Regions from separate parts of the Mus musculus genome. Here all the other regions are linked to region 2. The links are chromatin contacts, called in public ChIA-PET and Hi-C maps. All regions are on one chromosome and are shown on one strand. Each heading gives the region's core, a stretch centred on a gene start, on an enhancer-like site or on the middle of the called end of the contact. The rest is flanking DNA. Distances are from core to core; before and after follow the strand shown. Region 1 holds the start of Setd7 (SET domain containing (lysine methyltransferase) 7). Region 2 has its middle 71 kb from the start of Gm38537. Region 3 overlaps Gm20750 (predicted gene, 20750). Region 4 overlaps Maml3 (mastermind like transcriptional coactivator 3).

Region 1 (6,819 bases), core at 201-2,700, 840 kb after region 2:
AGTGGGGGTGCAGCTCATTTGGTGGAGAGCTTGCTTTTCTAGCATGGAAAAGTCTGGATTGTATCTCCAGTACTATAAATTCAGCATGCTGCCAAGGTTTGTAATTACGGGGCTGTGAAGATAGAGGCGGGATGATTAGCTCAAAATCGTCTTCCTGTATACAGTGAGTTAGAGGTGAGAGACCGGGCTACAGGAGATCCTGCCTTAAATAAAAAAGAAAAAGAAAATGAAAAAAAAAAGGCATTTAAGAAATTAAGGAGGGGGGGGACTCTCTCAGGCTTTGGAAGTGACTTGAAATCCTGCCTCATTTATTGTTCAGAAAACGAAAAGGAACAACTTTCTTTGGTTCCTGCCCCATCCTTCCCACCCGCCACGATGACTGTTCTTGGCAGAAGGCCAGACCAGCACCGGGTAATTCCACAGTACATTGGGTACATGCGCATGCATTTAACCCGCTATTTAAAGAGATCCTTTGCTGCCACCTGTAAGAGGACATAATGACACTCTTTAAGTGGCTGGGCTGGGAAGGGAGTTTTCTTCCCTCAAAGATGCCTGAGTCTGTGAAGTGGTTGGCACTTGGAGAAACTAAAGAAACATCTAGGGACATCACAAATACAGGACCGGAGGCGAGAGAAGGAGGAGCGCTAGACACAGGGTCCTGGCTCCGGCTCTCCGCTTGGTGGCTCCATCTTCAAGACAAGGAGAAGGAATCGGCCAAAGCTCGGGTGCGGCCTGATTACCAGCCTGCTGCCATTTGGGTTTGCTGAATTCCTGGATCTCTCTAGGGGCCTGGAGATGCGAAAGAAGATGGAGACTGGGGACTCCTGGGTAGGACGTTCAGTCGGGAGGAATCCAGGACGCAGGACGCCCCCTGGAGTCGAGGGAACTGGCTTGTGGAGGCAGCGCTGGGCAGTGGAAGGGGGACGGGGCACCTGCGCTCCTGGGCCCGCCGCACTTTGCAACTCTGGGCAGTAGCGAGCCGAGTGAAGTGGGGCTCGAGGGCAAGAGGAAGTAGAAGCTCAGGAACCAAAGGCTTCCTTAGTTCCGAGTGCGCTCCAGCTGTCCAGGAGTGAGATAGTGGTAGGAACACCCAGCATGACGCACTTCCAAGTCCCTGGTGGCACATCGTGGGGTATCAGGTGCTCTGAGCCCCTCACCCACCCCAGGCGGGTACCCTCGAGGCCCCCGGCGCTAGCGAACAGCCGGCGGCGACCTGGACCGCGTGGCTGGCGAACAGTGAACCAAGCCAAAAGGTAAACGCCGCCTGGTCTGCCCACTGCCTGGTCTTAAGAGGCGGCGCAGCTCCGGAGCACCTTGGGTTCTAAGGATCCTCACTTCTGGGAAAGGACAGGGAACTGTCAATCAACGAGGGAGGGAGCGCACCGGCGCCGGGTGATGTCAGCGGATCAGCTGCTCCATAACAAAGAGGGGGTATCACAGGAGAAAGTTGCAGTGGCGGCAGCACCCCAGAGCCTCCGGGACCGGGGACGAGAGGAGAGGGGGCGGCGGCTGCGGCTGCCGCGGCTGGCGGAGGAATTGAAAGGACTGTAGGGGGAGGCAGCGCGAGCCGCCCCGACTGCTCCTCCTCTTCCTCCCCCTCCTCCCCCTCCTCCAAACTCGCAGGGCTTAGCTCCAGCGCTCGCTCAGCCACCAGGAGCACCCAGAGGGACGGGAGCCGGCCGCACGGCCCCGGGCTGGGTAGGGTCTCAGCCGCCATGGATAGCGACGATGAGGTGGTGGAGGAAGCCGTGGAAGGTACAAGCTTTTCTCCAGGACTCTGGGGTGGGGACAGGCGCCTGGGGCGGAAAGCGCCAAAAGAGTGGCGGTCTGCGACGCGCGCCGGGCCGAGCCGAAGGCCGCCGCGGTCCCTAAGCGGATGGCGGGTCGCTCGGCTCAGGCGGGGGCTGCACTGCCTACGCCACGCCGCCGGGAGCGTGCGGGGCGCGGCGGGGCAGGGGCGGGGAATGGGGCCCCGCGGGGTCCGCCGCCCTGGGAAAGCTGGGCCCCTGCATCCCGCCTGGCCTCGGCAGCATCCTCCCTGGGAGTTGCGACGCTGCCTAGCACCTTGGCCTTAGTCCTTGCGGGGATGGAGGATGGGAGGGCAGTCCCTTGAGGCCCGCGATCTCCGCGGGGCAGCGTTGTTTCAGCCACCTCGACTTCCCCTCTCCGACCGCCTGCCCTTTTCCTGACTGAGTCGCTGCGTCCCATGGCCACCAGGGCCGGGTCTAGGTGGGTCTCCCATCGCAACGCACCCGGCCGCACACCAGGCACATGGCGGCCCTGGCCGCTCCTCCGGGGTAAAAAAAAAAAAAAAAAAAAAAAAAAAAAAAAAGATGAAATCATGGCTAGGTAGAGCACGCCGCTCCCCACCAGGCTACCCTGCCCCTGGGCGAACTCAGCCACCCGCCCTTCCCCCTCCCGGCTTCCCAGCGAGGTGCAGGCGCGCCGTGCGGACGCTCCAGCCGGGACCCAAATTGCTGGGTGACACTTAACTTTCTGAATTCCGAGCTGTCGGCTGCCGGTGATATCACCGCCTGGGTGTCAGGTTTCTCCGCCCCCTCTTGCGCACCCCTCCCCCGACTCCCGTCGCCACCGTGTTTTGCTGAGTTTCTCCGCCTCTTTTTTTTTTTTTTTTTTCTTTTTTGCCCCCCTACTTATAAAACGTCCGTGGCGACGTTATACAATCTCGTTGTTTGTGGCTTGAGAGGTTATGATTTTGTAACAACGAACACTGGAAAACACTCTTAAGCGTATTTATTATTTATCTTATTCTATCCCAGATAGTGTTCCCGTGATGTTTTTGCAAGATTGCGTAGTGTTGTTCCAGAATTTGTTAAACACAGCAACTGACTAATTTTAAGTCGGTGGTTGAATCTGGTTTTGATCTCATTTGTATAAACAGGTCTGACAAACGATAAAGAAAAAGTGGCTGTGCTTAACAAATGCATATGGATATGTACTTGTTAGTGCTACGTGGGGAGAAATCTCTTTGGTGTGTCCATAAATACAACTTTTGCAGACTGCTGAAGGCTTAGGGTGAGATGAAGCAGAATAATTTTTTGAATTTCCGGAAAGGCATCCATTCTAATTTACTTTGTAAAATGTATTTCTTCATTTTAGTTTTTGTTTTGTTTGTTTGTTTTTTTTTTAACAACTTTTAAGTACATAGTTTTGCTTGTAACTTTTGGAGAGACTAAAATGCGGATCCACAGAGCTTACATTTCTCTAAATAAACCCAGTGTTGGGATTAATGAGGCCCAGCTAGCATTGTTTGAGCCAATCATAGGAAGCCTTCTTTAACTTCCAAAGTTATTGACTTCTTGTAAATTTCTGCTATGACAGAAAAAGTGTTCTTAACAAAGTGCCACTGTCGCTCTCATTCTTCCTGGGGTTTTTTTGCCCTAAACAGTATTTTTTAGGTTTGTTTGTGTTGTTGTTGATGATGGTGATTTTTTTATTCTTTAATGTCATGCGCAGTGGTGTTTCTGTTTGCATGTATGTCAGCGTGAGGATGTCATATTCCCTGGAACTGATGTTACAGACAGTTGTGAGCTTCCATGTGGGTACTGGGAATTCTTCCCAGGTTTTATGGAAGAGCAGCCGGGGCTCTTAACCACTCAGCCATCTCTCCAGCCCCTCCTCCTGTTCTTTTACTTGCAATTTTTAAAAACAAACCCTTAAGCACAGATAGTGCCCCCAGCCCAAGCCACCTTCTCCAGGGCTGATGTTTAGAAAATGTGCTCTGTTGTTTATGATCCTAGCACTGGCATGTGAACAAAAACCAGGCCCGTGGCATACACACCTGCAGGTGGAGGCGGAGGCAGGAGCATCAGGAGGTCAAGGTCACCCTCGGCTGCATAGCAAGTCCAAACCCAGCCTGAACTATAAGACCCTGTCTCAAAATGATAAGAAATGTTTAAAGTATATTTTCAGGTTTCATGTTAGTCCAGTAGATTCAAAACACTGCAGTTTCTTTACCTTAACTGTAGGGGTGGTGAGGGGGGGGGCTTTTATATAGGATGGACAGATATAGCACTACTATAAATCAGCTCATTAGAGCAAGAAAGGCACCATTAATAATTATGCTATGACAGCTGGCTTAAACGCTGGCTTGTCTTGGGCAGTCACTCAGTTTTACCTAAGAGTAAACAAGTAGAGGAACTTCCTTGTTTTGCTTTTTTGCAGATTTTTGTTTTTGTGGATCTGTGAAACACGATCTCTGTGGCCCAGGCTGGCTTTGATATGATGTGCTGCCATTACAGATGTGATATCTATTCCTGGATTTTTAAAAGAACAACAACAAGACTCACTCTCTCTCTCTCTCTCTCTCTCTCTCTCTCTCTCTCTTTCTTCCTTCCCTTGTTTCCTTTGCTGTGTTGGGCAAACAATATACCACGGAGCTACATACTCTAGCCCAAGAGTGACTTAGTATTCTAAAGTCCTTAGAAAAGCCAGGTATAGTGGGGCATATATGTTATCCCAGTTACATGGGAGGCAGGAGAGAGGATCGTTTTTTAAGACTGGGAGACTGGGAGTTCTAACAGAGCTTGAACCTGTAAAATAGATAGATTCCGTCTCAAAAAAATAAAAAGTGGTAGAGAGATGGCTTGGTGCCTGCTCTCGAAGAGGACCTGGATTCTGTTCCCAGCACCCACATGGCAACTGAGAACCTCAGCACCTCCAATTCTGTTGGCTCCAACACTCCTACATATAAAATGAAACAAGTGCATCAAAAAAGAAAAGAAAAGGCTCTGGGAAGCATTTTGGGCTCAGCTTTGCCATGTGCCCTGGCTGGAAACTGTATCCCTCACTCTTTCTCCAGGTCCGTGTTGGCCTTGGCACTTCGCATCGCTCGCTCCTTAAAATCTAGCACGCATCTCTAAACAGGTATGAACGGCTGTGACCTTCTCCTAAATAGAAAGTCGTCTGTGTACACTGGTGCCTCTCATCTCTGTGCACACATTGTCCTCTGATGGTTTCCTCGTCACAGCTGTTATTATATCAGCATCGCTGTGGCTCTCACTATGTCAGATTCCATGCTGAGTGATGCTCAGACGTTATCCAGCCGTAGGAGGTGGGTACTATATTATCCTCGGTTTACAGAGAAACTTAGTCTAGTAAAGGACAGGATTACTGTCAAAGGGAGACAGTCTAGACTTGTGAAATTCTTTTTTGTCAACTGTGCATTCTTTCTAACTCCTACGAATCTACATTTCTTTCCTTCCTTCCTTTTCTCAGCAATGTCTCACTGTATTTTATAGCCCAGGCTAACCTAGAATTTATGTAGCCCAGGTTGGCCTGGAACTCACTATGTAGTCCAGACCTACTGCCTCAGCTTCCTGAGTACAGAAAAATGGCATGAACAACCATACTCAGCAATCTCTTATGTTTTTAAAGCATTGCCCTTTTAAAGTCTTGTGTGTGTGTGTGTGTGTGTGTGTGTGTGTGTGTGTGTGTGAACATTTTTCTGCCATGTACATCTGTGCATTATGTGCATCCTAGGACTGGCATTGTGGACCTCAGTGAGCCACCATGTAGGGGGCTGAGAATTGAACCCCTGGTCCAAGAGCAACAAGTGCCTTAACCACTGAGCCATCTCTCCAGCCCAGCATTTCCTTTTAGAAACTCATTTTTTTTTTCTTTAATGAGTCAATTGAGCATGTGAAATACTTAGTGACTGAGCTGAGAAGCAACAGTTAATGTGCAATGGCAAACCACTCTCAGTGATTCTATTACTTCTGAGGTGGCTTCTGCCATATAGGGTGAGTAGGTTTCAGGGGAAAAAAAGTATATATATATATATATATATATATATATATATATATATATGTCCTGCTCACCCTCCATATATATTTTTTCTCCACATATATATGGAGAAAAAGAATCTGACTTTCAGCCTCCACAGCAAATGTCCTTTCTTTTCTTATATCTCCTCCTCTGAGGAAGACATTGGCCTGACCAAGACAGTTTAGTCAGTCAACAGGTTCTCCAGGGCAGGAACGAGGATTATGGAGAAAAAAAGAAAAAAAGACAATTAGATAAACACTTTAGGGTGACCCCAGACCGTTCTGAGGCTGAAAAGGGTTTATTTTTCCCAGTCTGCTTTTATACCATTTTAAGTACATACAAAATAAAAAGATCAGTTCTGGGACAAGGAACAAGCAGGACAATAAACAAAACCCCCATAAACACCTTTCTTAGGGGGCTAGTCTGGTTGACCAGGACAAGCCAAGTGTGCCTCTGCTGAGCCAGGGCTTGAGCTTTGTATTAACTCAGATGTAAATGTTCTTAGTCTGATCCTATTGCCTGAGTCCTAGCCCAAAACCAGATTCCCGGCTCAAGCTTACTTTGTCCTGGCTAGGAGAGGCTCTAAAACCTCTTCAGGGCTTGAGGTCAGATGTCTTATAAGGTGATGCACATTTTGGCTCTCCTGGCAGCACTGCAGCCCTGGTGAAGTTCTTCTTTAATTAATGCATTTTTTTTCCCTTGGATGCACATCTCACTCTGTCATCATTGGCTCTCCTAGAACTCATTATGTAACCCGAGCTAACCTCAAACCAGCCATGATCCTCTTCAGTCTCCCTAGTGCTGGGATTATTGTGCCTTGTTGCCCTGGTACAATTCTGAATACAAGGTGGTTCAATACACGCGCGCATGCTCGTGCACAAACACACACGCACGCACACACACGCACACACACACGCACACACACACACGCACACACACACACACACACACACACACCGTGGAAAGGACTCAATGTCAGGAGGAAACAGTTTGGGTTCCAGTATCTGCCCTGCTTCTGTGGGAAGCCAGTTA
Region 2 (6,767 bases), core at 2,166-4,665:
CCCAAACCGACAGTAATAAGAACAAACCCATGGCTAGATTATAGGGTGAGAGGCTTGGGGGAGGGGGGGGGCGAGCATCCCAGCCAGTTTCAAGATGTTGAAAATGAGGACGAGGACAATTCTGAGGGAGAGAAGAGCATTCCTAATTCTGTCTGTACGTTAACTCAGGCCACACTGCAGAGACAGGCAGTGTTTGGAATCCTCTAGAAGACCTGACTGAGTGAGAGAAGAAGCTGAAGCACGGAGTCTGAGCCAGTGGTATGAGGGTAGGGAAAAGGTGACCCAGGTTATAGATCAGACAGGCTGGGCACCGGAAGTAAAACTATGCACCTGTGACAACAAAAAACAAACAGAACTGGCATGGGGAGTAAGGAGGGTGTTGTTGAATTTGGTGAATTTGGGGGAAGAAACAAGTTTGAGCTACAAACTCAGTTCTGGAGAGCGGCTAATGAATTAAGTAACCAGCTGATGCTGTCAAAGCTAAGACCAATTGCTAGTGACCCAGGTTGCTGCCTACGGGACTCTGCCTAGATTGGTGGTTGCAGCAGTCATTAGGTGAGTCCTCAGACACTGGAGTATGTCATGTTAACAACACAAGGGCTTCACTCTGTTTTGCATCAGCACCTCCAGACTGACAACGGTTGACGTTACCCAGTAACAAAAAGTCAAAGTCAAAAAGTCCTTTTGTAAGGGTCAATGGTTCACTGGAGAAGGATACTCCGGACTCAAATAGTATGTAAATGCAAAGAGTGTTTTATTCTGCAGAAGTCCAGCATGCTGGGGGCCTCCCATTACTGAGATAGAGAGACAACCAAATGAGCTCGCAGGCCTGATTTAAAGCACATTAGGGGATTCAGGGTATGTAACCTATATCTTGCTGCATCTCTAGGGACAATCCATTGCCAGGGCTTGGGGGCTGGAAACTGTCGCTGTGGAAGTAACTGAGGAGGTCTGAAAATGGCTGCTGACCCATTGTCCTTGCCTCAGGCCAGGTGGCATGGCAGCTTCTGAGGTGTGAACTTGCCCAGTTCTTGGAAATAGAGATTTAGGCCTTGTCTCCTGAACTGCCAATTTGAAACCTGTCATGGCATCAGTCTAGCCTGCTCACTTTAACTTAACTTCTTTCTCATTAATTAACTAGAGATAGTCCTTTTGGTAAATAGTCTCTAATTGATGTTAATTCCCAGCTGCCAGCAGAAAGGTCAGTGAGATTAGCCTGGGTGGGGAGTGGGGGGGTGGGGGGGGAGAGCAGAGCATATGGAGAAATGAAGAGGGAAGGGGTGAGGGGCGTGGATGGCCGGAGCAGAGGCTAAATGGTGTAGCTGCGGAGGTGGTTATAGGAAAAATGTTAAGATGAACACAGAGGCACCCTGGGCTGGCCTTCCCCCTCCAACAGGGAGAACACCGACCCTTGGGGTTTAGAGTTTGGCCTAATAGTTCACTCTCAGGTAAGGGTCACGCACTCCTCCTCAGGTTGTCTGGCTATAACCTTTGACCCCCACAACCTGTCTGACCTACACAATCATTTCAAAATGGGCTGATGCTTGCTAAAGCATCCCATGAAGAACAACATAGGCATGGGCTGAAACTCGGGAGGGAGCATGTACTAACAGCACCTAAGAGGCCTCCCGCCCATCAACTGTCTGCAAGGATGAAGAAGCTATGAGACATCAGAAAGCCCACAGGCCTAGTTGTGTACAGCAGCTGTTTAATGCACGGTAGTACATTTATCTGCCACCAAATCTGTGGCAGGTAAGCACACAGAGCTGTGAGCAGCCACTGTGCAGGGGATCCTTGTCACACGCAAGCAGCCCTGTCCTTCGAGAAGGCTGGAGCTCTCTTCGGCCCAGAGGAGACTAATCTCGCTTCTCTTCCTCTACAGAGGAGCACAAAGCAAAGGCCTTGCCCCAGCCCCACAGCTTGGCAAGAGAGAAAATAAAGAAGACCTTTTCTCTTCAAAGCTCTGGTGTCTTTGAACTTTTCGAAGAGCTTTTGGATGGCTGTTGTGCATTTTCAGGCAAGTAGTGGAGGGGAAGACAGTGTTTTGAATATGAAAGTGTACTGACTGGGCTCCTACCAGGGGTCACACTCACACTCTTGGGTCCCATGGGGTCCTCAGTTGTGAGAAGGCAGACAGAAGACACATAAGGAAACAGAAGCATAGTGGATGGTGGCAGGTGTCCTAAAAAACAAAACTGAGAAGGATAGGAGCTGGAGGAAATGTCTTGCAAGGTAGGACAAGGACCATAGAGTGGGAGCAAACTCGACTTAGCCACGGAAGGCAGAGAGGTCAGCCAGGTTGAAGGTTTGGGTGATAACAGGGAGGAGTGATATGCATACTTTTTAATGCGCAGCCATAAGACCAGTGGATTGCCTGGGATTGGCGCTGTAGACTTAAATTTAGGGTAAACAGGAACTATGCCCCCAGACAAGGTGAAAGGCCACCTGGGCCTGGCAGTCCCCAGCTGAACAAGCAGCTGACTGTGACAGTCAATCTGTCAAGTGGGTGGGCCTTCAGGCAGGAGGCTGAGAAGTAGGGTGGGACCCGAAACATAAATTAGAGGCAGAAACTCCCATGAAGAACTGAGAGGGGCCCGCTGTTTCTTGCTGCAGTATCTGGGTTGCCTCGCTTGCAAAGGTCCTCGGCCACCCACACCCTCTCCAGCCTGAGACCTGAAACAGACAAGCTGGGAGCCCCTCCACAGGCTCCCCATACAAATTCGTAGAGAAACAGAGCCCAGCAACGGCTCAGCTTCTACTTATCCTCCCAGCTAGCGTCTGTAGGACTCTTTCCTGTCCCTGGTACTGGACCAGATCCATGTCCTGGAGAGCAGACTGTGAGCACCTGTGGATAGAAGACAGGATAGGCCGAGTGCCCAGCTCAGGAGCTCAGCTCTACCTAATGCATGGAGTTCAATCCCCCACTGCATGGACTGTGTGGTGGTTCATACCTGTAATCCTAGCACCTTGGAGATGGAGGCAGGAAGGTCAAGTTCAAGACCATCCTTGACTTGATAGCAATCCTTGCATCCTTGATAGCAAGTTCAAGGCTAGCCTGGAACATGTGAGACCCTGTCTTAAAAATAATAATAATGTAAAAGAAGGGTATGTTTGCCGGGGGGCGGGGGGAACAGGCAGGATGTGGCCAAGGTTCAAGCTCCCAGATGTTGCTGTTGTGTGGAGATGACCCTCCACGAAGACAAATCGTTTAGGCAAGAACAACGTAAAAGTAGGTTTTGTGTCAGGTGTAACCGGCTGCGGCCTAGGCAGCTACTCCCAGACAAGGAGCCTTTCAGCTCAGTTCTGTGCTTTGTGCCAACAGCAAGCATGTCTGACGAGTAGGCCCCAGGGTCCTACCCTGCCCCCAGCCTTGGGCTCTACCTCAGAGGGAACCACAGAGCTGGAGAAGCAGCGGAAGCGTCTCTGTACTAAGTACAGTTATTATAAGGCGTGGCCCCCCAGCTAGACACCACCTTCTCTATTATTTTGACAGCGTGACTTCCTGTGATATTACCAAGTGACTCTTGTCCTGTCAGTAACACAGGCTCACACCTGGGTTTCTTCTCTTCTCAGCCATACACATGACATTTAAAGCATCATCAAAAAGGGTCTTGAGGTTTGGGAGGAGTGGTGGCTAAAGGCTCTGAAAATATCACTTCCTGTCTCAGCAGCGACGCAGGTGCATGCAGCAGCCCAGATACTCCTGACAGGAGCTCAAGGGACTTTAAGGCCAGCCGGCCCCCAGTGAGCCTTCTGAGGGCTGTCAAATGGGCTCCAGACCTGCCCCAAACCATGAGCCGCCGTTTCCAATCCTGTGCTCTGTCTGCCCTTTAGTTCCATGGGTCCTTGCGCAGATTGCTTGCTCCAGCTGCCTCCCAGATGAGCAGCTGGCACAGGGATCCCAGAGCGTGGCCCAGCATCCATCCAGCTCCCTGGTGTTGAAGTGTGGACTTACACCGTCCTCAGGCTGAATCCGAAGACCTTTGTGGAACGTTCAGTGAAACCAGGCATCTTCCCCACAGCTGGGAAGACTCTTACCTTGCCTTCCCCCTAGAGCTCTCTTCGGTAGCCTAGCTTCCCTGGAAGTTGCTGGATCTGTGCTGGGAAAGATGGGATTTATGAGCATGAAAGCAGAACAGAACTCACATGTTCTGTAACGCTCAATATCTTCGACATTGTTCGTGGCGCGTGCTCTTCCGCAGAGACCACACAGGGACCCATGGGAATGGCTGGGGTAGGCTAAAAAGGCACAGGGAGTGCGCTGGCTAGATTTATGTCAACTTGACATAAACTATAGTCAACTGAGGAGAGGAGGGAACCTCAACTAAGAAAATACCTCCATAAGATCAGGCTGTGGGCAAGTCCATAGAGCATTTTCTTAATTAGTGATTGAATGGGGAGGGCCCAGCCTATTGCAGGTGGTACCATCCCTGGGCTGGTGGCCCTGGGTTCCATAAGAAAGCAGGCTGAGCAAGCCATGGGGAGCAAGCCGGTCGGCAGCAGCCTACCATGGCTTCTGCATCAGCTTCATGCCCTATTTGAGTTTTTGCCTTGACTTCCTTCAATGGAGCAGACACCTAATAAGCCATTTTCTTCCCGACTTGTTTTTGGTCACGGTGTTTCATCACAGCAATAGTAACCCTACCTAAGACAGGGAGAGGCTCCTAACTAGCCCTCCGTGCTTGGAAAGGGAAAGGGGAAGACAAGTTCCCAGGGCAACTAAGAATTGAACTGATTTAAAAATTTAATAATAGTTAGGCAGTTTGGCATTGTAGATAGGGGCAGCAGGAATTGCCAAGATCCAGCCCCAGAGGCAAGGGCATGATGATAAGGCCAGGTCACAGTACACATGGGGCAGTGAGGAGTTTTAATCAGAGGAGCACAGGTAAAGCTAAGCCAATTTCCTAAGGATCAGGGACAACAACTCAGAGGGCATGGGGTAGGCCTATACTGGATCCCTGCTTATAGCAATGATTTAATTCCAGAAGAGATACAGAATGGTCTAAGTCTCTATTCTCTCATCTGTTAAGATGGGCCCAGTGATGGCCACCTGGGTCCCTAGGGTTTCGCAAACGAATAAACGTCAAGTGGTGAGCGAGCGTCATAAGCAGAGAGGTTGGATCTCAGTTTGTGCTTTTGGAATCATTAGCCCAGCGGTATCTGGAAAGAGGGCTGGAAGGATGGCAGGTGACAGGGACGAATCTGGCCCCAGGAGTGCACACACAGATGCACTCACTTTCCCATGGATGGAGAAGAGACGTCAGACTGTTTGACACTCATTCACTGACCCACCAAAAGGAGAGAGACCGCACGGGAAGTGAGCCCTGCCCCAGCTCATACCTTGCAGGGCTCAAGGGCCATGAACCCGTCGCTTCATGCTGCATGTTTAAGTGTTTGCCCTCTGCGTGGACACTATATCTCATAACACCAGTAGTGACTAATCCGGCTCTGTCCTCCGTGCTTTAACTGTCCAACTTGTTTGTTCCCCCTAAGGTAGATATTAGCACTGTCCCCTTTTTAATGGATGGAGAAGCTAGATGCTAAGCCATCAGAGAACTTAGCCCAAGTTCACCCAACTAGAAAACTGGTAGGAGTTCCGGGAAGCTTGTAGTCCAAAAGAGCAGCCCCCATAACTAAAGGACCAGACTAGTGGTTCTCAACCTTCCTAATGCTGAGACCTTTTAATATAGTTGCAGTGCCCCACCCCCGACAATACACGTATTTTGTTTATGCTTCATAACTGTAATTTTGCTGCTGTTATGAATTATGATGTAGATATCTAATATGTGGGATATCTGATAATATGCGGGATATCTGATATGAGACCCCTATAGGGGTTGCAACCCTCAGGTTGAGGATCACTGGACTAGAGAGTTCCCCAGAAGATCTGGCTCTCATATGGCCAGGGTTGCCCTGGAAGAAGCATGGCTGTCATGTTAAGGCCCTTGGGGAAGGTAGGTTCAGAGAAAGGGGCCCCTCTGCGCAAGGGAGACACAAACCAGCACCTCTTTCCCATGGATAACAGCTTGGCTATCTAAGATGGAGAATCTTCCTTTCCCCATGGAGATGGTACAGCTACTTAGGAAGGACAGGGCTTTTGCTGTGAGAAATACAAGCTCAGAGCCAGAGGGGAGGAGTCCAAAACTGAACCTGTCGACCCTGAATGGAGTATAGTAAAGAGATCTCAGGGCTTGACAGTAATGAGGAGTCTTCAAAAGCTGGACCCCCAGCCCCCTGGCCCCTTTCTGCTCCTAGCCCCTTGACGTAAGTGTCATTCATATTCTAAGGGGCTCACCAATGCCAAAGTCCAGAAGTTCTGGGCATAAATCCAGAGGTTACTCTTCCAGTTTGTCAGTTGCCGGTCGGTCTCCGGTTCTAGGACAACTTTGTCGGGGAGAAGAACGTGTGCTCAGATCTAGGCAAGATTTCACTGAGGAGGTGGGTGGCCGCCGTGAAAATGCCATCCTGACTCAGCCCAATGTGGGAAAGCAAAGAAAAACAAAGGATTAAACAGCAGCTGGCCTGAGGACAGTCTTTCCAGGGCCTGCTGTACTGTGCTTCCGGTCCGAGAGAGGAAGAGGTTTCCAGCTGGAATGAACGCCACCAGCTGCCCGGGTCTCCCCTCCCTAGAAAAACTTTTTCTGATAGCTACTGAGTGGGGAGGAGACGCTAGACCAGCAGAGGTTCACAACTTGTGTGTCCTGACCCCTTCACAGGGGTCACCTAAGATCATCAGGAAACATAAATATTTACATTATGATTCACAA
Region 3 (5,846 bases), core at 587-3,086, 530 kb before region 2:
CCCTCCCTCCCCCCACCCTCCCCCTCTCTCCCTTCCTTCCTTCCTTCCTTCCTTCCTTCCTTGCTTTCTTTCAGATTTATTTATCTATTATACACTGTAGCTGTCTTCAGATGATCAAAGTCTCCGTCTCTGGAAAGGGTAAAAGGTTCCACTTCGGTCCCTCCGGTCCACTCTTCCTTCCCCTTCTCCTCCCTCCTGCTTCTTCACTCCCCTAGTCACTCTTTTTTACTTTTCTTTTTTCAGACTTCCTTCCCCCAAGTCCCCCAATTCAGCTTTCTTCCCATTTTTCCTGCTTTCTACCACTTTCTTTTCATTTTCCTTCTGACATATATTAAAATTTCCAAAATATCCCAGTGATAGTGTTGACCACAGAAGACAGATCCATTATATCTGTAAATCCCATTCTTACAATAGTTACAACTTTTATTATTTATTTTTATTTTATATGTATGTTTGTCTATATGTCTGTGTGCAGTACCCAGAAAGACCAGAAGAGGGAGCCGGTGCCCTGGGACTAGACAGCTCAGATGCTTCGGAGCTGCTATGTGGATGCTGGAAACCTATCCCGGATCAGCAAATGGCTGAGCATCTGTCCAAGTCCTGTTGTTTTAACAATTTGTAAAGACTACTAGGCAAATTTGTATTTATTGTGACTTCATAAAAGGACTCCATGGCCAAGGAATGACTCAAGAAGAAACAGTATAACTGAAAATCAGGTAGTAGCTAAAGTCCCAAGGCACAGACACTAAGTGTGGACATGCTGAATAATACCCAGACTCCCACACCAGGCCGCGGTTACTAAAGCACACAGAGGAGGTACAAACTCTGTTTTCAATTTTCTTCTGGAAAGTTACCGTGTTTTGGTTTTTCTCAAACTGGGTATACAAATAGGCTCTCCAGCTTTGAGACTTTTTTTTCCCTCCCATTAAAAGTCATCTTCCCATCATGGAAACTTAGAAACGTTGTTTTGCTACAAAATTTTAAACCTGAAATACTTCAAGTCTCAGGAAACTGCCTAATAGGCACCCAGAGAGTCCTGTCAATCAAACCCAGCAGATTTGTTGTATTGTCTCTGGTCTCTAATCCTGTTAAAAGAGTTGAATGGTTTATATAAATAGTTAGGGCCCTGCTGTAGACTCCCTTGCTGTTTTTCCTCCTTACTGCAGAATTCAAGGCCTTGTTGAATTCATTTTGTGGCTTCATGGTTGTTTTCTGTGGTTGCAATTATTGTACCCTTCTTTCACTAGAAACAAATGGATAAGATGTCCGACTACTGGCCTGTTTCAGATGCAAATGTGAAGAGTATCCCAGGTTACAGAGCGAATGCTCAGAAAAGAGATTCACGACAAAGGTAATTAATCAACCACGGTTACACTCCAAAAAGATTTCCTACATACAAAGTTTCTAGTTCTTTAATATGTGGTGGAAGATGGGGGGATGGGTTTCACCGGTCTGATTCTTCTAATTCTGACACAATTTCTCTCTCTCTCTCTCTCTCTCTCTCTCTCTCTCTCTCTCTCTCTCTCTCTCTCTGCAATATTATTCATGGGCAGCAGTGGTGTGTGTGTGTGTGTAGGGGGTGGTGCTGTATGCACCAGGGTGCTTTTGGAGACTACAACTTTCAGGAACCTGTAGGTCCTGAGGGTTGATCCTGAATTGTCAGGCTTGGATGCAGGTGGCTTTACCAGCTGAGTCATCTTGCTGGCCCCATGATGTTTTTGTTAAATCACAGAATCAATGGGAACTGGGAATGAGAGCTCTGGCTCCCCAGATGTGGCTACTTGTAGAACCCAGCAGCCCCAGGTCTCTTGTAAGCATTGGAAGCTGTGAAAGAAAGACTTTCTTTATTCTGAGAGGGAACAGAAACTAATGCTAAAGAACAGAAGACAAAATGGGGAACTTCGCTGTTGAAGACGGAAATAATATCTACTTATTACTTCAATAAGATTATATACTGCATATATCACCCAAACAGAAAGAGAAACTAAAAGCTATAAATACATATTGATGCAGTTTTAGACTCTTGAGTATTAGTGGTCTTTCAGTTTTTAACAAATGTCCTAGTGGCCATGGGCTTTAGAACGGTGAATTAAAATAAGATAAAAGTGTGATCTCAAAATTGAGATGACATCACCCATGAATAAATTTCCTAGTTATTTCACCTTTGCTGCCTTGTTTCCTAGCGTGGGTAGCCTTTAAGATGCTACTCTAGGATGCGTCAGCATGCATCTGGCAGGTGGTTGCAAGCATGACCCACCTGGGAAGAGGGAACCTCAACACGGAATTGCCCCCATCAGATTGGCCTATGGACTGTCTGAGCGGGTGTGGTTTGTGATTTCTCATTAATGTAGGAGGGTCTAGACCACTGTGGGTTGTCCCGTGCAGTATAAAACACACGGGACGCAAGCCACCATGCAGAGCTCCTCCATGCTGCCTCGCTTCCTCTCCCGGGTTCCTTTCTTGAGTTCCCTCCCTGGTTTCCCTTGACGATGGGATAACTATGGGCCAAATAAACCCCTTGATCCCCCAAGTTGTTTTTGGTGAGTTTCATCCCAGCAATGGTAAAACTAACTAGGACAACACGTACACTGTGAGTGCATAGTTACTTTTTTTTTTTAAGATTTTTTAAATTTTTATTTATTTTATGTATATGAGTACACCATTGCTCTCTTCAAACACACAAGAAGAGGACATCAGACCCCATTGCAGATGTTTGTGAGCCACCATGTGGTTGCTGGGAATTGAACTCAGGACCTCTAGAAGAGCAGTCAGTGCTCTCAAGTGCTGAGCCATCTCTCCAGCCCCAGAGTTACTTTCTTTCTTTATTATTTATTGATTTTGCTAGGACTCTGCCAGGAAGAGTTTGTTTGAAACATAGTAACTCAAGATCTGATTGAAGAATTTTATTCTCCCTAATAGGATACCAAGTTATACTGGTAACGATTTGCCTCTTAAGAATTATAGTCTGTGACTCATTTTTTTAAATCTAGAACGGGGCCGAAAGTCAGATTATGTGCATCTAGCATAGATCTGCTTCTGAGCTTCATAGCTGAAATAAGGTAGACCAGGTTAAAGTTGAGAATTGTTTTAAAGACACACGCACAGGCAATGTTCTCAGAAACTCCCACTCAGACTTGCCCTTTAACAGGTTGTTATACATGACAACAAGGAGCACTACCGGGCTTTGTATGTATTGGTTGCCCAAAGGACAGAGGTATAAAGTGAGCTGTTACCGTAACAACAGTTAATAGGTCAGAGTCTCACGCGTACACTTGGCTTTGCCTCTGTTGATTTATTACACCAATCCCATTTCTTGGATATTGCCATTCACATTCTACTGACGAGAAAGTTGAGGATTGGAGAGATTAAGCAATTTTCCCAGGAGCAACCAGCTAGTGAAAAGTCTGAACTCGAATCGACTCCCGTTTCCTGAGTTCAGAGCTTGTACATCAAACCATCACATGTTTTGGGGCTATTGGCTATGGAAGCACTCTCTTGAGTGCTTCATTTCTGTGAGACAAAATATGCTGACAAAGTAATTTAGTGTGTGGGGGGGGAGCGTTTGTTTTAGCTAACAATTCCAGGAATACTTAATGTTCAGAAATGCAAATACCTTTTATTGAGGTTGTTACAATGAGAGGCATTTTTATTTGAACACTTACTCAAGTTGAAACATCACAAACGCAGCGTTAGATCATTGAGGGAAAGGGACCCCCAAGTCAGTTACAAGATGGGACTGTAATACAAGCGTTTTAAAATTAAAACATTAGTATTTGAGGATTTGTGATTAAGAGTCTGTTTAGAGCATCCCCCCAAACAATGGACAGGTAGGCATTAAAAGCTTCACTTTAGGCAATGGGTTTTTATCTTCTCTTCTTCATTGCTCCACTGTTAGACCAATGTTTACATTGTAGATAGATTTGCTTAGGAATTTAATCAGTTGATACACCTAAAACACTTGATCAGGACTCTCCATAGACTTAGCGTCCAGTGCTATCTCTTAATATTACTACTGTAAGCAACGATGACAGAAAGACCTCTCATATTCTTCTTTCCAGTTTTAAGCCCCCAAGCCTTAACTTAGAATATATCTTTACTTCCAGTTAGGATATTAGGTCTAAAACACTTAATCTCATGTTTCTATTAGGAGGGTGTGATTGTGTCAGCGAGGAGACTCATAATTTAAGAACAGTTTCAGTGAGAAAGTTAATTGACTGCCTTCTGGCTAGTGGAACTTGTCTCGAATTCTTACACTTTGGAATGAGTTAACTCCACTCTTAGAGCCCCAGACCCCAGCTGCATTACTTAGGAAAGGATCTGATGGAGATCAAGGCTAAGAGATAGTGAGGGACATCTGGGTTCTTTCCAGCTTCTGGCTATTATAAATAAGGCTGCTATGAACATACTGGAGCATGTGTCCTTCTTACCGGTTGGGACATCTTCTGGATATATGCCCAGGAGAGGTATTGCTGGATCCTCCGGTAGTACTATGTCCAATTTTCTGAGAAACCGCCAGACTGATTTCCAGAGTGGTTGTACAAGCTTGCAGTCCCACCAACAATGGAGGAGTGTTCCTCTTTCTCCACATCCTCGCCAGCATCTGCTGTCACCTGAATTTTTGATCTTAGCCATTCTGACTGGTGTGAGGTGGAATCTCAGGGTTGTTTTGATTTGCATTTCCCTGATGATTAAGGATGTTGAACATTTTTTCAGGTGCTTCTCAGCCATTCGGTATTCCTCAGGTGAGAATTCTTTGTTTAGCTCTGTGCCCCATTTTTAATGGGGTTATTTGATTTTCTGGAGTCCACCTTTTTGAGTTCTTTATATATATTGGATATTAGTCAATGGAGTACTACACAGCTATTAAAAACAATGAATGTATGAAATTCCTAGGCAAATGGATGGATCTGGAGGATATCATCCTGAGTGAGGTAACCCAATCACAAAAGGACTCATATGATATCTACTCACTGATAAGTGGATATTAGCCCAGAAACTTCGAATACCAAAGATACAATTTGCAAAACACATGAAACTCAAGAAGAACGAAGACCAAAGTGTGGACACTTCGCCCCTTCTTAGAACTGGGAACAAAACACCCATGGAAGGAGTTACAGAGACAAAGTTTGGAGCTGAGACAAAAGGATGGACCATCCAGAGACTGCCATACCCGGGGATCCATCCCATAATCAGCCACCAAACCCAGATACTATTGCACAAACCAGCAAGATTTTGCTGAAAGGATCCTGATATAGCTGTTTCTTGTGAGGCTATGCCAGTGCCTGGCAAACACAGAAGTGGATGCTCACAGTCAGCTATTGGATGGAACACAGGGCCCCCAATGGAGGAGCTAGAGAAAGTACCCAAGGAATTGAAGGGGTCTGCAACCCTATAGGTGGAACAACATTATGAACTAACCAGTACCCCGGAGCTCGTGACTCTAGCTGCATATGTATCAGAAGATGGCCTAGTCGGCCATCATTGGGAAGAGAGGCCCCTTGGTATTGCAAACATTATATGCCCCGGTACAGGGGAACACCAGGGCCAAGAAGTGTGAGTGGGTGGGTAGGGGAGCAGGGAAGGGGGGAGGGTATAGGGAACTTTCGGTATAGCATTTGAAATGTAAATGAAGAAAATATCTAATAAAAATTGGGGAAAAAAGAGAAACAATGAGGATAATGCTTAGAAGAGAATCCCAGGAAGAAAGGGAGGCAGTGCAAGCTCACTGGGGAGGAGATGAGATGAGATGAGATGAGATGAGATGAGATGAGATGAGATGAGATGAGATGAGGCAGTGCAGAGGTGGTGCAGATGGTCCTAACCTCAGATCGTCCAACCCCCAACCT
Region 4 (6,637 bases), core at 1,981-4,480, 650 kb after region 2:
TTACTTTTGTCATCAATATGACAAAATAACCTAACAGAAGCGGCCTAAAGGAGAAGAGGGTCATTGTGAATTGCAGTCCCAGGGTAGGGAAGACACAGCAGCTAGAAATGCGTGGCCTGTGGTGGCGGGAACTTGTGGCATGACTTGTTTCACATCTCGGAATATCAAGAATCAGAGAGGAGAAGAAGAAGCTGGGCCAAGCTGTAATCCCTAAGTCCATGGCTTCCTGGTAGCCTATGTCCATTGTCAGCTAGGCCTATGTCCCTCTGAAACAAGGACAATCACCGGAGGCTAAGGCTCAAATGCAAGAGCCTGTGGAGTATATTCCACATTCAACAGATAACATGTACCAAGCTGGCGATCATATTCTCAGCCCATTAAAAGAGACAGGGAGCCTCCTACACAGTAGAAAATGTCACCAAGTGATTTCTGTCCTACAGTATACTCTTCATTCTGGTCAGTCACCTTGTCTTGAAGGTGTCAAGAGATTTTGCCCAGTTTTCATCTAGAGGCAGTGTCACCGTGAATGGAATAGCTGGTGTCAAAACAAGTGCCCTGTGTCCCATGTTCCAGCCGGGAAGTAGGCTTAGTTTGTGGTCAGTGGCCTGAAAGTAAAGCCACACTTCAATGCACTGTGTGAAGCCGGAGTCTCGCTGCTTCGTCCCCCATTTGCCTACCTAGGAAATTAGGGCAATAATTAATCCTGCCTAATGCAGGAGAACAAATGGGGCCAGTGGAGAGAAAAAGAGCCATGATGGGTGTGCAGTGCAGATGATGTGCAGAAAATCGCTCTGGGACCATTGAAAGGAAGCGCCTGCCGTAAAACCAGTCCAGCCACAGCACCGGGATTTTGAGGCTCGCCAAAATTAAACTGTATGAAGTTTACCAAATGTAACAGTATGACCCTGCCTTTCAAAATGTACGGCTCCCCTGTTTTGTGTCTGTTGGTCAGCAGATAGACTCTCCTGCTCATGTGCTTCCGCTAAAAGATCAGCAACCAGGCTGTGCCTCTCGAAACTGCGATCCCAGCCCAAATAGGAAAAGGTGGTTACATTGTTACACGTCACAGAATGTTTCTGGGGTTGCCTCGGCAACTGCCCCTCATAATTTGTTTTTACTATTGAGGTGTAACATCTTGAGGGTCGTTAAGTAAATGAAGAATTTAAAAACTAGATTGGAGGTGCATATCTTTAATCCCTTTAGAAGATGAGGCAGCCTTCTTAGAAGTGGGAACAAAACACCCTTGGAAGGAGTTACAGAGACAAAGTTTGGAGCTGAGATGAAAGGATGGACCATGTAGAGACTGCCATATCCAGGGATCCATCCCATAATCAGCTTCCAAACGCTGACACCATTGCATACACTAGCAAGATTTTGCTGAAAGGACCCAGATATAGCTGTCTCTTGTGAGACTATCCTGGGGCCTAGCAAACACAGAAGTGGATGCTCACAGTCAGCTATTGGATGGATCACAGGGCCCCCAATGGAGGAACTAGAGAAAGCACCCAAGGAACTAAAGGGAACTGCAACCCTGTAGGTGGAACAACAATATGAACTAACCAGTACCCCAGAGCTCTTGATTCTAGCTGCATATGTATTAAAAGATGGCCTAGTCGGCCATCTTTTAATACATCACTTTTTTAATACATCACTGGAAAGAGAGACTTGCAAACTTTATATGCCCCAGTACAGGGGAACGCCAGGGCCAAAAAGTGGGAGTGGGTGGATAGGGGAGTGGGGGGTGGGTATGGGGGACTTTTGGGATAGCATTGGAAATGTAAATGAGGAAAATACCTAATAAAAATTTTTTAAAAAAAGAAGATGAGGCAGGAGGATCACAAGTTGACACTAGGCTGGGCTACATAGCAAGACCTTGTCCCAAAAGTGAAAAAAAGAAAAAACAAAAAAAACAAAAAAAAAAAAACAGGAATTCGTAGTACCTGTCACAAGCAGCATCCAGAGAGCGATGCACTTGGGACTCCAGCCAGTTCATTGGCTGGAATGACAGTTTGGAAGACTGAGCATCCTAAAAGGGTAAAGCAAAGACTTTGATGGCTATCCTGAGCAGGGGAAGGTTATCACAGCCTCTGTAGTTCTTGGTCCTCAAAACACCTGCGTAGTCACATACAGATGATAAAAAACAAGTTTGTTACAACTGCGCGTAGCAGTGGGAGGGGCTCATACAAGGTAAACACCCTCTGGTCTCTTGTTGCTGGGTTGAAGACACACATGGCTCAATGTTTCTAAAGGGAAATACAAGGTGGACACTTTGTCTCGGGTTTCAGGGTGTTTGCACCACAGCCCGGGTGGCAATATTTGTGTTTCCCTGCGGTCTAGGAAGATACCGGATGCTAGAGACTGGCCACATTCTAGCAGAGTCAGTTAGCACTTTTACCACAAAGGTTATCGTGACCTCAGAATCAGGGGACAAAGAAGGGCTTCTTGGTACCAGTTTGGTTTTCTGAATTGCAGTTGTCTGTTAGAACATTCTGGGAAGTGAGGACTGATGTGTTGTCATATAGCCCAACACAGAAGTCATTAGCCGCATATAGCTAAGAACACTTGGAAAGTGGCTGCAGTAGCAGCTTTTTTTTTTTTTAAGACCAAAGAGAAAATTTCAATTATATGTATACATGGGGGTGGGTATGGGCATCCCATAGGTGTCTGGGGAGGCCAGAAGTGTTAGCTAGCTCCCCTGGAGCCAGAGCTGTAGGACATTTGGGGGTCACTAGGCATGGGTGCTGCGAACCAACTGCAGGTCCCCCAACCAAGCATTATATGTTTTTAGCCACTGAGACTTCTCTCCAGCCCTTGGGTTTTTAAGATTAAATGATTAACTTAGTGGACAGCGGGGCTCGGATTTTTGTTCCCTCTTGAGAAACAGGATAGGCAAAATGGCTGCACTTGAGGCGATGCAGAGACGCTAAGAATGTACAGAGCCCAGGAGCTGGCAGAAAGCAGCACTCACACAAACAGCAGATGACTTGTGCCCTCCAAGATAAGGAAGATGGATCTGTGACAGACAGGCTTCCTTTTCCTGTCACCTCCCCGCCTCCACACACTCTAACTGCTGCAAGTGGAGAACTGGGTCTACACAGTCAAGCCTGGTTACCGTCAAGCTCAATTTACCATGACTTTTATTTTCCAATAAGCAATCTGGCCAGCTGTGGCTAGAAATGAAATCACCAAAGTGCCAGCCCCCTCCTCCCCCCACTCTGGTTATTGATTTATAAAGAACCTCTTCCATGTTCCAGGCTGTCATCATCACCAACAGTCACATGTAATGCCAGCAAATCCCATGGCATGGACAGAGTCCACAATTTATTTCTTTCAACAGGCAATAAATATTACCTTGTATTCCTAGATTTAAAATAAGTTTATTGCTTTTTTTTAGAAACAATCTTAAATGTAAAAGAGAGATTTAAAAACAACAGCTAACATTGTGACCACTAACTAGGGTTTTAAGAGCAAAGATCACAAATTAATTTTTTAATGAAATTTCTGAATGTACAAACATTGTTTTCGATTTCGTTGGCAGCTCTAGTAAGACCATTCTAAGAAGTCTATATGTCAGGAAAGCATCAATGTTTATAGAACCCTCAAAGACTGCCCTTGAGCTCTGTACAGAAATTAGGGTCCAGAATGACTCAGAAGACTCTGGCCATGCTGGAAAGGTCTTGGCTGACTGACTGGGGCCTTGGTAAACTGTTGCATGCAGAATGTCTATTCCTATCTTGATTCAAAGTAGGCTCTCTACCGCCAAAATCAGGACTGCTCACAGCCTTTCTAAGAAACTAGAACTACAAGGGCCTTTTAAATGTCCCGGGGAGGGCAGGGTGTAAGACAAGGAAAGGTGTCCCAGCTTCAGGAAGAGTGAGACGCAGCCTAGCCTCTTGGGTCCTTTATGAAGAAGGACAATGGGAGCCGCAGTTTATCCTGATGGGTAGGTAATACACTTGGAGGCCTTTTTTGTTTTGTTTTGTTTGTTTGTCCTGCAGCTGTGTATTAGTCACATTGTTGTTGCTGTGACAAAACACCACAGCCAAAAGCAACTTCTGGCAGAGGGATGAGGGTCTAGCATGGCGGGGAGCATGGCAGCCAGCAGCGTGCATGGCAACCGGATGAGGAAGCCGAGATCGCATATGCAAACACATCGTATGGCAAGCAGAAAGCGGGGTGAACAAACTGGAGCAGTCTGGCGGCCACTCCCGTGACATGCTTCCTGCAGCAAAATCCCAATGGTGCGGCCAGCGGGGACCAAGGATTCACATGCATAAGCTAACGGAGAGCATTCCCCATGGAGATCACCACAGGCGGGTAGCCAGGTGTCCTGTGCGCGTTACATAGCTATGTCTACAGCATGATACACAGTCTGTGCTATTTCATCTTTTCCTCTCTAATGTGAGGAAAAGAAGGTTTCGTGAGGCCAAGGAACCTGCCTGTCATGTATAGCAATGTGAAATTGAGTTGAGCCTCTAATGTGTCAGATCTCTACAAAACTGGAGCTTTGGAAGACTAAGCTGTTGGCCAAGACTCAAGTTTCTTCCTTTTTGGGGTAATGAGGTTGGGGTTATAATTTAATTACAGTATTTCTCCCTTCCCTTTCCTCCCTCTAGACCCACCCATAAGCCTCCCCTCTCTGCTTCAAATCCATGTCCCCTTTTTCACTAATCGCTAATGCATGCATATATGGATATATATATATTCTCTAAATATAACACGTTTGGTCTGTATAACGCTGCCTGTGTGTATATTTTCAGCGCTGACCATTTGCCACTGTGGCTGGTCTGCTCTTCCTTTGAGAAGGCCACCTCTCCCACGCCCAGCTTCCCTCGTTTGCCTGTGTAGTTCTGTGGGTAGGAGTGAGGCCTCGTGGGCTTTTCTCCATCCTGTTTGGGCATGTCCATCGGTGTCATGCTTGTTCAGCAGATGCTTCTGACATCACTGGGAGACAAATCTCACAGCAAGCTCCCTGATCCTCTGGCTCTGGCCATCTTTCTGCCTTATCTTCCGCACCGTTCCTTGAGCCTTGGGCCCACCCCAGCTTCTATCTGAAACCACGGTGGAGGATAAGATGCTCACTGCCAAGGTGGATAGACCTACAGTGGTCTCTCAGGAGTGATCAAGCAAGAACCAAAAGTTTCATGTTGACATACTAAGCCAGGATCCCTATCAGTCTGCCTGTCGTTTGTATAGTCCTGCCATTCCAGAGTCTTCCATCCATCTGACTGAAGGCTCTCACTGTTGTTCTTGTTAGTGCCACCTGCCCAGTACACCAGTTGAGGGGTACCCCTCTAAAACCTTCCTGCATCCAAACCTTTCCCCATCATCCTTAATCTTTACCTTCCAAAATAAGCCATCTGACCTGAATATGCTGCACAAAGCCCCTTAGGAAAGGAAAGGGTTTATGCCCGCCTACAACTCCAGATCACAGCCATCCTTGAGGGAAGTACTCCATCAAGAGCTAGCGGGCAGGCCTGCTTGCTGTTCCACACAGCACCACATCCACCGAGGAACTCACTTCCCAACCCAGAAGTGCTTACTGCAGGAGCCAGAGGACGCTGCCCGCTAGCAGCATGGTCTATACGCCTTCTTACATGGAGCCGGAGCTGCCCGCAGTGGGCGCTAGCCTTTCTGTGTCAGTGAACAATCAAGACAGCTGCACACATACACTCTGCTCTAGGAATTCCTGCGCAGTGGCTGTCCTCCAGATGACTCTAGGCTTCGTCAAGGTGACAGTTAAAGCTAATCAGGACAGATGCCTAATAAAACTCTAGCACTGGTTACACCCTGCCTTTTGCTCTTTTCAGGCTGTCCCTTTTCACACAGACCCCGCCTGTCTGATCCCTACCCTGTGTTCTCTTTCCCCTTGCTGCTGTGTGTACCCATCCAGGGCCATTCTGTTCCATTTGCGTGGGGGTGGGGTGGGGGTGTCACAGTCTTTCAGTTTTCAAGTGTCTGCTCTGAGTGTCACCTGCATCCTTTCTCTGTAGGAGGCACCCAAAGAGGAGTGGAGGAAAAATCCCCTATGTACCTGAAATTCTCTGCCAAAATGTCCAAAAACAGCCCAGGAGCCCTGCTGCAGTCGGCGGCTTTGTCATTCTCTGCTGAGCTCCTGAGTGTGCTTGCTAGGTGACTCCTCACTGTCAGTCATTCCCTTAGCCCTTCCAGGAAAAGTCCAAAGGAAATGCCAAAGCAGAAGGGATGTGCAGGCGTCTGTGTCCTTGTGTCCAGACAGAAGCTACATCGAGAATGAGTGCCTCTCCCCCCCACCCCATCAGGTCTCAAGCAAAAATACTCCTTTATACTGGGCAGTATCACAGTTACCTGCTTGCCAGTCCTAACCATTCTGCAACAAAGTACAATAAAAATTAATATTCTCAAATAAGATTAGAACCAGATACCATAAATTAACTGCAGCTGGCCTCATAGAACTGTTGATTTATAAAAAATAATCATTATTTCATCCTATATGAATTGGAAAATTATCTATGCATTTATCGTTTGCCCTGGGCTAATACATTCAGATTTGGTGTGCTGTTTGGTGGGGAATGTTTATGTAAGTAAGATTTTAATTTTCCGTAATAAGTTGAATGGTGGGGGGGGGGCAGACTTTATCCGATTCTGTTTGGCTATG

What was found. Hi-C and Micro-C count contacts between places; a contact is called where the count stands out from the background. ChIA-PET counts read pairs in DNA pulled down with a chosen protein or histone mark.
Region 1: a Hi-C map of B cells shows a contact between it and region 2, with 11 read pairs. The contact joins the promoter of Setd7 here to the enhancer-like site in region 2. A contact is called at or near these places in 2 of 39 promoter capture datasets (both in liver), 2 of 484 Hi-C or Micro-C datasets (B cells and embryonic stem cells), 2 of 115 datasets of contacts at active chromatin or transcription factors (memory CD8 T cells and pancreatic cancer cells) and 1 of 9 other capture datasets (liver).
Region 3: a contact with region 2 is called in an RNA polymerase II ChIA-PET map of memory CD8 T cells, with 201 read pairs. The contact joins two enhancer-like sites. A contact is called at or near these places in 2 of 15 datasets of contacts at CTCF or cohesin (large pre-B cells and pro-B cells), 4 of 484 Hi-C or Micro-C datasets (CD4 T cells, bone marrow-derived macrophages, embryonic stem cells and 1 more), 4 of 115 datasets of contacts at active chromatin or transcription factors (T-cell acute lymphoblastic leukemia, embryonic stem cells, large pre-B cells and 1 more) and 1 of 9 other capture datasets (embryonic stem cells).
Region 4: a contact with region 2 is called in an RNA polymerase II ChIA-PET map of memory CD8 T cells, with 15 read pairs. The contact joins two enhancer-like sites. A contact is called at or near these places in 2 of 115 datasets of contacts at active chromatin or transcription factors (memory CD8 T cells and pancreatic cancer cells).

Annotation. Positions count from the first base shown.
Region 1 is chr3:51,555,454-51,562,272 of GRCm38.p6, reverse strand. Setd7 (SET domain containing (lysine methyltransferase) 7) reads left to right here and starts at 1,450. Exons shown (of 8, transcript NM_080793.5): 1 at 1,450-1,755. The coding sequence starts at 1,716. 5031434O11Rik (RIKEN cDNA 5031434O11 gene) reads right to left here and starts at 2,288. Exons shown (of 5, transcript NR_160686.1): 1 at 2,065-2,288; 2 at 1,384-1,524.
Region 2 is chr3:52,393,184-52,399,950 of GRCm38.p6, reverse strand. No RefSeq gene overlaps it. Among named protein-coding and RNA genes, the nearest start is that of Gm38537, 71 kb to the left of the region's middle. Within about 2 kb of position 3,415, at least 70 of the 459 cell types and tissues checked have an H3K27ac peak or open chromatin away from gene starts, as enhancers often do. A contact at or near this core is called in B cells, memory CD8 T cells and pro-B cells, where this site is marked.
Region 3 is chr3:52,920,096-52,925,941 of GRCm38.p6, reverse strand. It overlaps Gm20750 (predicted gene, 20750), which reads left to right. Exons shown (of 5, transcript NR_040555.1): 2 at 1,248-1,351. Among named protein-coding and RNA genes, the nearest start is that of Gm20750, 4.6 kb to the left of the region's middle. Within about 2 kb of position 1,836, at least 29 of the 459 cell types and tissues checked have an H3K27ac peak or open chromatin away from gene starts, as enhancers often do. A contact at or near this core is called in pro-B cells, where this site is marked.
Region 4 is chr3:51,741,009-51,747,645 of GRCm38.p6, reverse strand. All of the region lies in intron 2 of Maml3 (mastermind like transcriptional coactivator 3), which reads left to right. Among named protein-coding and RNA genes, the nearest start is that of Gm46803, 37 kb to the right of the region's middle. Within about 2 kb of position 3,230, at least 103 of the 459 cell types and tissues checked have an H3K27ac peak or open chromatin away from gene starts, as enhancers often do. A contact at or near this core is called in memory CD8 T cells, where this site is marked.